Regions from separate parts of the Zea mays genome. Here region 2 is linked to region 1. Evidence: chromatin contacts called from public Hi-C data. All regions are on one chromosome and are shown on one strand. Each heading gives the region's core, a stretch centred on a gene start, on an enhancer-like site or on the middle of the called end of the contact. The rest is flanking DNA. Distances are from core to core; before and after follow the strand shown.

What was found. A called contact is a pair of places that touch in the nucleus more often than the background predicts.
Region 2: a Hi-C map of tassel shows a contact between it and region 1, with 4 times the contacts expected there. The contact joins the promoter of LOC100283449 here to the promoter of LOC103633176 in region 1. A contact is called at or near these places in 2 of 25 Hi-C or Micro-C datasets (ear and tassel).

Annotation. Positions count from the first base shown.
Region 1 is chr7:155,262,668-155,266,803 of Zm-B73-REFERENCE-NAM-5.0, reverse strand. It overlaps LOC103633176 (FT-interacting protein 3), which reads left to right and starts at 1,460. Exons shown (of 2, transcript XM_008654862.4): 1 at 1,460-1,838; 2 at 3,855-4,136. The coding sequence starts at 3,919.
Region 2 is chr7:155,586,986-155,591,451 of Zm-B73-REFERENCE-NAM-5.0, reverse strand. LOC100283449 (beta alanine synthase 1) reads left to right here and starts at 2,343. Exons shown (of 6, transcript NM_001156350.2): 1 at 2,343-2,624; 2 at 3,253-3,360; 3 at 3,514-3,702; 4 at 3,790-4,017; 5 at 4,116-4,340; 6 at 4,443-4,466. The coding sequence starts at 2,493. LOC103633183 (asparagine--tRNA ligase, chloroplastic/mitochondrial) reads right to left here and starts at 2,087. Exons shown (of 15, transcript XM_020540738.3): 1 at 1,647-2,087; 2 at 1,072-1,140; 3 at 836-940; 4 at 302-409. The coding sequence starts at 1,991.

The DNA of each region.
Region 1 (4,136 bases), core at 211-2,710:
TAGATCTTAAACCATATAGACCAATTTATTTTATTCTACACGTAATCTTCATAATCTTCATGACATTTAGATTATCTCCTCAGTCAAATTCTTATTTAGAAAAAAAAAATTCAACTAAACAGGTCTACTTATTGAGACATTGGCAACGGCTTTCTCCGGTCTTCAGTCTTCAGTCTGACGTTGGACGCAAAATATTCCTCGTTTGTCTCTTTCCTTAGACATTAGTGCGAAAAACTCCGAATTTTATATATTTTCTAAAACGCGTGAAGCTAGCGCGTGATTGTTGTGCATTGTTCTGCTTCTTCTTCCCCCCACACACACAAAAAAAAAAAACTATATAACAGTATGCTAATTGGCTAATTGCTGTGGAGGGTGGGGTCCATCCAGGTCAACGTCCGCTGCAGTAGTAGTTGCAGACTTGCAGCAGCCGTGCTTTCAGGTCTGGAATCCACGCGCTCCTGCTCCTTCTCTGTCCTTGCATTGCAAATCACAAGTGCGCGACCTCCTTTTTCCTTGCAATTTTACAAGCCAAGCCATCTTCTGCGGTTGCACTGTTAACAGACAGCTACTTCGATTCCATTATCATGCCAAACGCACTGGAAATTACGAAAACGGTGAACAGAAATAATCGATAGAAATGGGTACTAGTTGTTAGTGTGTTTCCTTCTTTTGGTAAGACTTAATAGACACTGCAAACTTGTTTTTTTTTTGTTGCAAACTACAAGCGCACATGCCACATGGCGAGACAGTGACACATGTCATGGGAGATCATTGTGAAGGCTGAGGTGGATAAGTTTAAGAAAGCACAACAAAACTAAGGACACGAGCAAAACTAGTGACACGAGAGATCATTGTGAAGGCTGAGATGGATTATTTGAGATTATTAGGGCTAATTTGGGAATCTCATTTTCTCAAGAGATTTTTATTTTTTCAAGTAAATTAATTTATTTTTTATTGAGAAAATAAAAATCACTTTAAAAAATGGAGTTCCTAAACTAGTCCTTAAGTTTATTTTTCTTCTTCTAGCGTTAAAACTAGATACGGCGCGAGAAAGCGATACTAGCTATGACTTGGTAAGCAACGATACCCGGGGAAAAATCTTGACGATGACCATCGCAGGAGGACCCGGAACGTAAAAAAAAGACGAGAGATGAGAGGAACCAGAGGAGGAAAGAAAAAAGATAGGATGAGAAGCGAACAAAGCAATGGTGGGCGCACCGCCGCGATGAGCAGTGGCCAATTAAGGGCGGGAGGCGATAGAAAATGACGCCACCAAGGCGCCAACGCAGCAAAACGCCCGCCATTACCAAGCCGTCACACGTACGGTCACCTGTCGCAAACCTTGCTTCTAGTTCTAGGCCTGTAGCTGCGTGTTAGGAGTGATTAATTAAACCTAACTGCTCCTCATTAGCATATCAATGTCACCACCCCGCGCTATATTAATACTTGCAGTGCTTTAATCTCTCCCTCTCTCTCTCTCTCTCTGTCTGAGTTCACACTCACGCCGTCACGCGCTCGCGCTCGGCTCGTTCTCCTCTCTTTCCGGCTAAATTGTAAACGTCCAACACACGGCACCACCCAGCAGCGACGACCGCACCAAACAGATAAACGTTTTGCAGCGACCCCTTGTTTTGCTCTCCGTCAGTTTGCTGGCCAGCAAGCGGCCTTGGGATTGGATTGGAGCTCTCATCAGCTCCTATCTTATCACCAGAGCCAGACAGACAGTCATCGTCTCCGATCCGATCCATCTCCGTCTTCGTCCTCCTCGCTCGACAACCCACCAAGGAGCAAGAGAAGAAGATCGACGACGACGACGGCTGCCCTCTGCGTTCCTCAAGGTTAGCGATCTATCCTATCCTCTCGCCTGTATTTACTACTACTTGTGTGCGTTCCTCGGTGGGTTTTGTTTGGTCACGGCGGCGGAGGGGTGAATCGGCTGGTCTCGTAGTCAAGGCTGCGTCGTTTCGCGCTCCTGCTTTCGAACTAGTCACCACTCAAAATTCTCCTCTCTCTTCTCTCTCTCTTTTACGATCGGTACACGGCGATGGATGGATGGAGTGGCTCAAATAACATCATGGACATCAGTGCTGAAACCTCCGGCGTGATGCCTACCTCCCCTCATGGACATCCCATCCTCCCACCACCTGCCTTGGCCTGCGAATAGGGCGGATGTAAATAGGTATTTTAGGTGGTTTAAGAAATGAGTTTGTTTTTGGTGGGTTGTGATGAGTTTTAATTATGAACATGTTGGGTTGGGTGAGTTTATTTTATATTGCGGGTCAAAATGGTTTATACCCATGGGTATAGATGGATTTGTATAGGTATGAGCTTTTATGGGTCTTCACCAATCAGACTACCACCCTAATCAGTATCATTTTATTTTAGGTTCAGAAAAGTCTTTGATTTCTTTAGTCGCACGCAACACACTATACTTATCGCTTTCACGCCATCTGCATAATCCAGTGACATAACAGAATTGCATCCAGCACACTATACTTATTGCTTGTTTGGAACTTTGGATGAAAATTTCATTTCATTGGGCGTCTCTGCCTTGTCGGCTCTCTACAGGCTGTACAACTACTAATGCTACTACAGGCTGAACACTGGATAATTCAGCCACAACACCACCACATGTCATTCAGTTACTTTACTCTAAGTCTTCTACTTCACGTTTAGCAAAGGCTTTTTTTTATGTATCTTCTTGTTAATTGAATTGTTAACTTTATTTTTCTTTTAAACATAGATGGATTAAGGATCTTTAACATATGTTTTTTTTGTTATTCTCTCGAGACCTAAATGTTCATCGATCAAATTTGTCACTGTGTATGCAACTATGTTTTTGTATGTCACTGAAACTACCTATAAAATTATCACCATGTATCAGTGTATGCAGTTGGTTTGATATGAGACAATAAGCTAAATCCACGGTTTTTTCATGGGTTTCCGCCCAATTACGGGTTGGTTTGCGATCAATAATGTTATTAGATGGGTCTTCCTTCTAATATTTTTGGATAGGTGTGGGATGAATATCAAAGTTATTAGTTTTAGGTATGAGTGAGAGTGGGTTGAATTTTTTGCCATTAGCAGGCCTACACCTTCCCTGCCTACCTCCCCTCACCAAAAGGGGCCGGCTCCGAACAATGGTCCCTCCTAATCTCTTGATTGAACTCAACAGGCTCAGCTGCCACTTTCTGGACGTTACACCTGTGCAGCTCCATTTATGCCTCGCTCCAGATCTCCTTCCGATGCCAACCTTGCGTCTCCGGCGCAAACAAGCCGTATCATCAGAAATAAATGAACATCGCATTCATACTACACCTGTGCTGCTGTGCTCCTTTGTGATGAAAATGGATCCGAGTCTCGGTTAATAAGACAAGATAATTACCATCCGTCGTGGCCATAGTGGCGGTCACAGTCACGAAAGGGGAGGGCTGGCTGGACGGCTGGTGGCATCTCTCTTTCCCCTGCATCATCAGCATCTGGTCACCCAAATGTGGCTGATAGTTAGGGCCTATATCAGCACACCATGCTTGAGATAGTTGAGGACTGGCTTTCCTATCTACTACTGCTACATGTGTACACGATCACTTGCAAAAGATACAAGACACGATTTTCCTTTTATCTGCACCTCTCCTGTCTAGCTTTTCAGTAGTACCCCCACACGCCGTTGATTCCTCAACCAAAGGAAAACTTGTGGGCATCACTGAGATTTCCTTTTTTTCTAACCGACCAACCACCCTATTGATCGAGGGAATATTTGTCAAGCTGGTAGTTAAAATACTGGCGCTGTTGCTGTAGTTTCCGCACCGAATAAGATTTCCAACGCTTGTTTTTTGTTGTTGTTCTTGTTCCAGAATAATACTCCGTTGCGTCCCGTCCCTTCCGTGCTCCAAGAAAGATCCGGCTGCGGGCCACACGATGAGCAATCTTAAGCTTGGCGTCGAGGTTACCAGCGCTCACGATCTCCTCCCGAAAGAGCAGGGCACGGCGAACCCTTTCGTGGAGGTCGAGTTCGACGGCCAGAAGTCCCGCACGGCCATCAGGGACAGGGACCTCAACCCTGTCTGGAACGAGCAGCTCTACTTCAACGTGTCTGACCCGTCCCGCCTCCCGGAGCTGCACCTCGAGGCCTACGT
Region 2 (4,466 bases), core at 1,094-3,593, 320 kb before region 1:
ATTCGAAAGGGGAAAATATAACCATACGACTCCAAAATCTAGAAAATTGAATGGGCAACCATTTAACATATGTGTACAAAATTGTAAGCTAACACATGGAACTAATAACACAAACAGAAAGGGCATTCCATCCAATTTCTGGGTGAGTGAGTAATGGAAGGAAAGAAAATGTATCGTCTGCAATCTCTTGGTTAACGAATCTATGCGCCTTTATACTAGAATGAACCAAAATAATATCAAAGTAGCAGCTTTTAAAGTCCTCAGAATGCCAGTAAAGGAGGCCCAGCAATGTAGAACATACTGCACCAAAAGTGTTTGTCCGAGGACGGAGATGGGCTACAGTTCTAAGGAACTCTCTTGATGCCCGTTTCTTCTGTATAGGAAAAGATGTGGGGTCACTCTTACCAATCTGCAAAAAGAAAATAAAAATAAACATTAGCACAAGACAAGAAATAAAGGCGCAAAAAAATAAGGTCATCAGACTCTGAATGTTCTTGGTCCACAATCTGACAAACGAAAGGTAATTGTAGAGGCCTGATTAGTTAAGTATAGCATACAGCAAAGGAAGTTACATAGCGTGTGTACAACTTGAAACAATAGAACAACAGAAAATATGGCCTCATAGGATGCTTCAGTTGACTACAGTTGGCATGCAAAATGATTAAATGAGACATTAACTAACTACTGACTACAAAATAAGTATTCCTGTACTTTTTTAGAAATGCAGAAACATAAAGAAATTTCTTGACATCTTAACAAGCTAGTCAGTTACAGACTATACTCTTTCACAGGAACTCCTGAACTAAAAGTAATTCTGAAGTACTGGAATAATTACCACAGTGATCTTTGAAACCTTCAACTCCACTTTTTGCTTACCGCCTTGGCTGCTTGCAACAACTCCCTCAACTAGTACAGATGCTCCAGTAGTGACAGAGTCTATCTGACAGCCATCATTGAAAATAATGACAAATAAAATGTATTATAGCCTTATAAACTGCAACCAATGCAGTGTAAGAGAAGCTTGCAAAAGTATAAACTTGCAACCTTCACAAAATGGGCAAAACGTAATACCTGGTCATAGCCTTCTGTTTCAGGAGTCAACACACATTGCATATTGGACAAGCAAGAGCCATCATTGACCTAAAAGTTGAAGTTTTAGAATGCATTAGACTCTTAAAGAAAACAATATTAATAATAATGCCTGTTCCTCTGGATGGTAATCTATGCATGTGCAGAAGACAAGAGCTACTTGAGTCCATAAACATAAATTCCTTTGTGACGTGCATAAGCATTATGATTTGACTGGCTCCTTAGCCAGAGTGTTATGACATGTTAGCTAGGGTCTTGTTGTTCATTACTAGAGCAAAAGAGATACACTATCAGTTGAAACATGCAGCACTATATCACTCAGAATATTTAACCAAATATCAAGGCATTGTTAACATTGTGAAACGCTCATTGAGCATCCTATTCGATAGCATGATTCCTGGTACAAAAGCAAGGCACATAGATACATTCACTAGAGTCACCCAGCTAACCATATGCACCCATTTCAGCAAAAGTAAAATCTGCCAACGACGCGCATCACTGTAGCACCAAATTTCAATTGATCAAAACCATAGCAAAATGAAGTCGCAAGCGTCCACCTCGACGAAGGTGACGGTCCTCTGGGCGCGGCAGGTGCGCACCCACCCGCGCACGGCGAGCTCCTTGCCCACCCAGGCAGCGCCCTCGTCCTCCCCGCCCTTCACGTCCGCCACCCGCAGCCGCTTCCTGAACTCCCCCACGGCCTCGCCCGCCGTCCCTGTCGCCGCGTATGCGGGGGCGGGGGCCTGCGCCGCGGCGCAGAAGCGCTGCCGCCGCCCCGAGGCAGCGGAGAGAGGTGTCGTACGCGGGAGCGGGAACGAAATCGCGGCGAGCGGGGAGGCCTTTGGAACCTGGAGCCGGCGCGGGGCCAAACGGAGGAGCCGGGCGGCGGCGGCCGCCGACATCGGCAGCGAGGCGGTGGCAGGTGTGGTAGGCTCTTGGCGGGGCCTATCTGCTTCCCCCGCCTAGGAGCCGTCCGTTTATGATCGAGGGGCTAACGTGTCTCCTGTGCCTATTGACGTATTTCTAGTAACCCGTCTTTGTAGGTTACGTATTAACAGGTGCCACTTTTTTTATTTGCACGAATCCTTTTGTTTTGTTGAGTTATAAGTACAATATTATTTATTATTATCGTATTATCATCCCAGCATCACACGTTATCAGGCTGAAGTCAATCCAAATCACATGGGAATTGGGTGTTTGGTGTTTATCATCCATCCGAAAAGCATGCAAGAAGCCAATCAAGATCATCACATAACATCACATGTTTTTCGTCGTGACGTCTCACACTCCCACTAGTTGATTGAGGAAGAGACCTGCTCGCTTCTCCCTCTCCCCGAGTCGATCGGTCCAGTCCGAGGGAAGAAGGCAAGAAGCTCCCGGCGCGCGCGCGCAAGCGAGAGGAAATGGCGACCAGCAACGGCTCAGGGGTCGCGCAGGGGGAGGAGGGGAAGACGCCACCGCCTGCGGGGTCGATCGGCGGGTACGAGTCCCTGCACAGGCTCCTGGAGGCCAACCTTTCCCCCGATCTATTCCAGGTATTGCTCTCCCATCATTCCATCGATCGCTAGGCGGAGGCTCAGATTCGTGCCGCCGTGCCGTCGCCCGTGCCCGTTCCTTGCTTCTTGGATGGATGCCGTATCCAAATCCAGTCCAGAAGGCGTGCTTGGGCGAACTGACTGGATAACAAATTGCGACCGGGAAGAGTGGTCCAGCTGCCCCGGCAGTTGAACGGTGGAAGTTTGTGAACAGTTTTAGTTCTCTGAATTGGCCCAATTAACGATCAAGCGGTCAACTAGTCACTTTCTCTTCATATAGGTGGTTATTTTGCACCACTGAGCTTAGTAATCACGTGGACTATAAACGTGCTTATTGTAATAATATTCATACTGATGCCTGATGGTTGTGTACCTCTTCCAACAACAAAAAATCGATAGAATTTAGTACATGTCCTCTTTTGTTCCTAGACAGAGCCTCAGATGTAATGGTGTTTACTTAGCAATATCGGTGGAGCTGAAATTTACCTATGGCCTGATTTCAGAATCGTAAATACTGTACCCTGCTGTACTCAACTCTCGATCTGTTTCATTGGGTCGTAATCATATGGATATCTAGATGACATTTAGGTTCACTTTGTTGATACTGGCAACTTTTTCCTTTTGACAGGAAGCAAGTCGATTGCTGCTGGGACTGAATTGTGCACGACCTCTTGAGGCTATCTCACTGCCTGACGCCACAACCACTCTTGCGGAAACACACAGTTTTGATTTGCAGGTTAACTCATAATAAATTGCCATTTTTCATTACTGTGCTTGTCAAGTGATTTATGTGATTGCAGAGACGTAGCATGTTTTTTCTAGACATCAGCAGCTATCATACAGAAACTAATTATATTGGTTGATGGATTTAAATCTACTTGTGCTACAGGCATTCCGTTTTAGTGCAGACAAAGAGTTTCTGAGGCAATCAAGAGTTGTTCGAGTAGGTCTAATTCAGAACTCAATTGCTGTTCCCACTACTTGTCACTTTGCTGACCAAAAGAAGGCAATCATGGACAAAATAAAACCTCTAATTGATGCAGCCGGCGCTTCTGGTGTCAATATTATGTGCTTACAAGTGAGTAACTCGTCGTATACAGTTCAGGACATTGAGTTATATTCTAAATAGGAAGATCGTTCCTAATGATTCATATATCAAATTCAGGAAGCCTGGACAATGCCTTTTGCCTTCTGCACACGCGAGAAAAGATGGTGTGAATTTGCTGAACCAGTTGATGGAGAATCTACTCAATTCCTTCAGGAACTTGCACAGAAGTATAACATGGTAATAGTGAGCCCAATCCTTGAAAGGGATATAAACCATGGGGAGACTATTTGGAATACTGCTGTTGTTATTGGAAACAACGGCAACATAATTGGCATTCATCGAAAGGTATGTGTATCGCTACAATTTTATTTTCCTTGGCTGCATTTTCTATTTCTTCATTCTGTCAGAAAGCTTTTACATTGTCTTAATAAACGCTACTGTAGAATCACATTCCAAGAGTTGGTGATTTCAATGAGAGCACATACTACATGGAGGGTAACACTGGGCATCCAGTGTTTGAAACAGCTTATGGCAAAATAGGAGTGAACATTTGTTATGGAAGACATCATCCCCTTAATTGGCTTGCGTTTGGTCTCAATGGAGCTGAAATAGTGTTCAACCCATCTGCGACTGTTGGTGAACTGAGTGAACCAATGTGGCCCATTGAGGTCAGACAAAATTTATGTGCTCTTTTGTGCGCTATAGAACATTTCTTTATATAAATGCATATGCAAAATTTGGGGTGAATGATTATTTTTTTGTTATTTCAGGCAAGGAACGCCGCAATTGCAAAC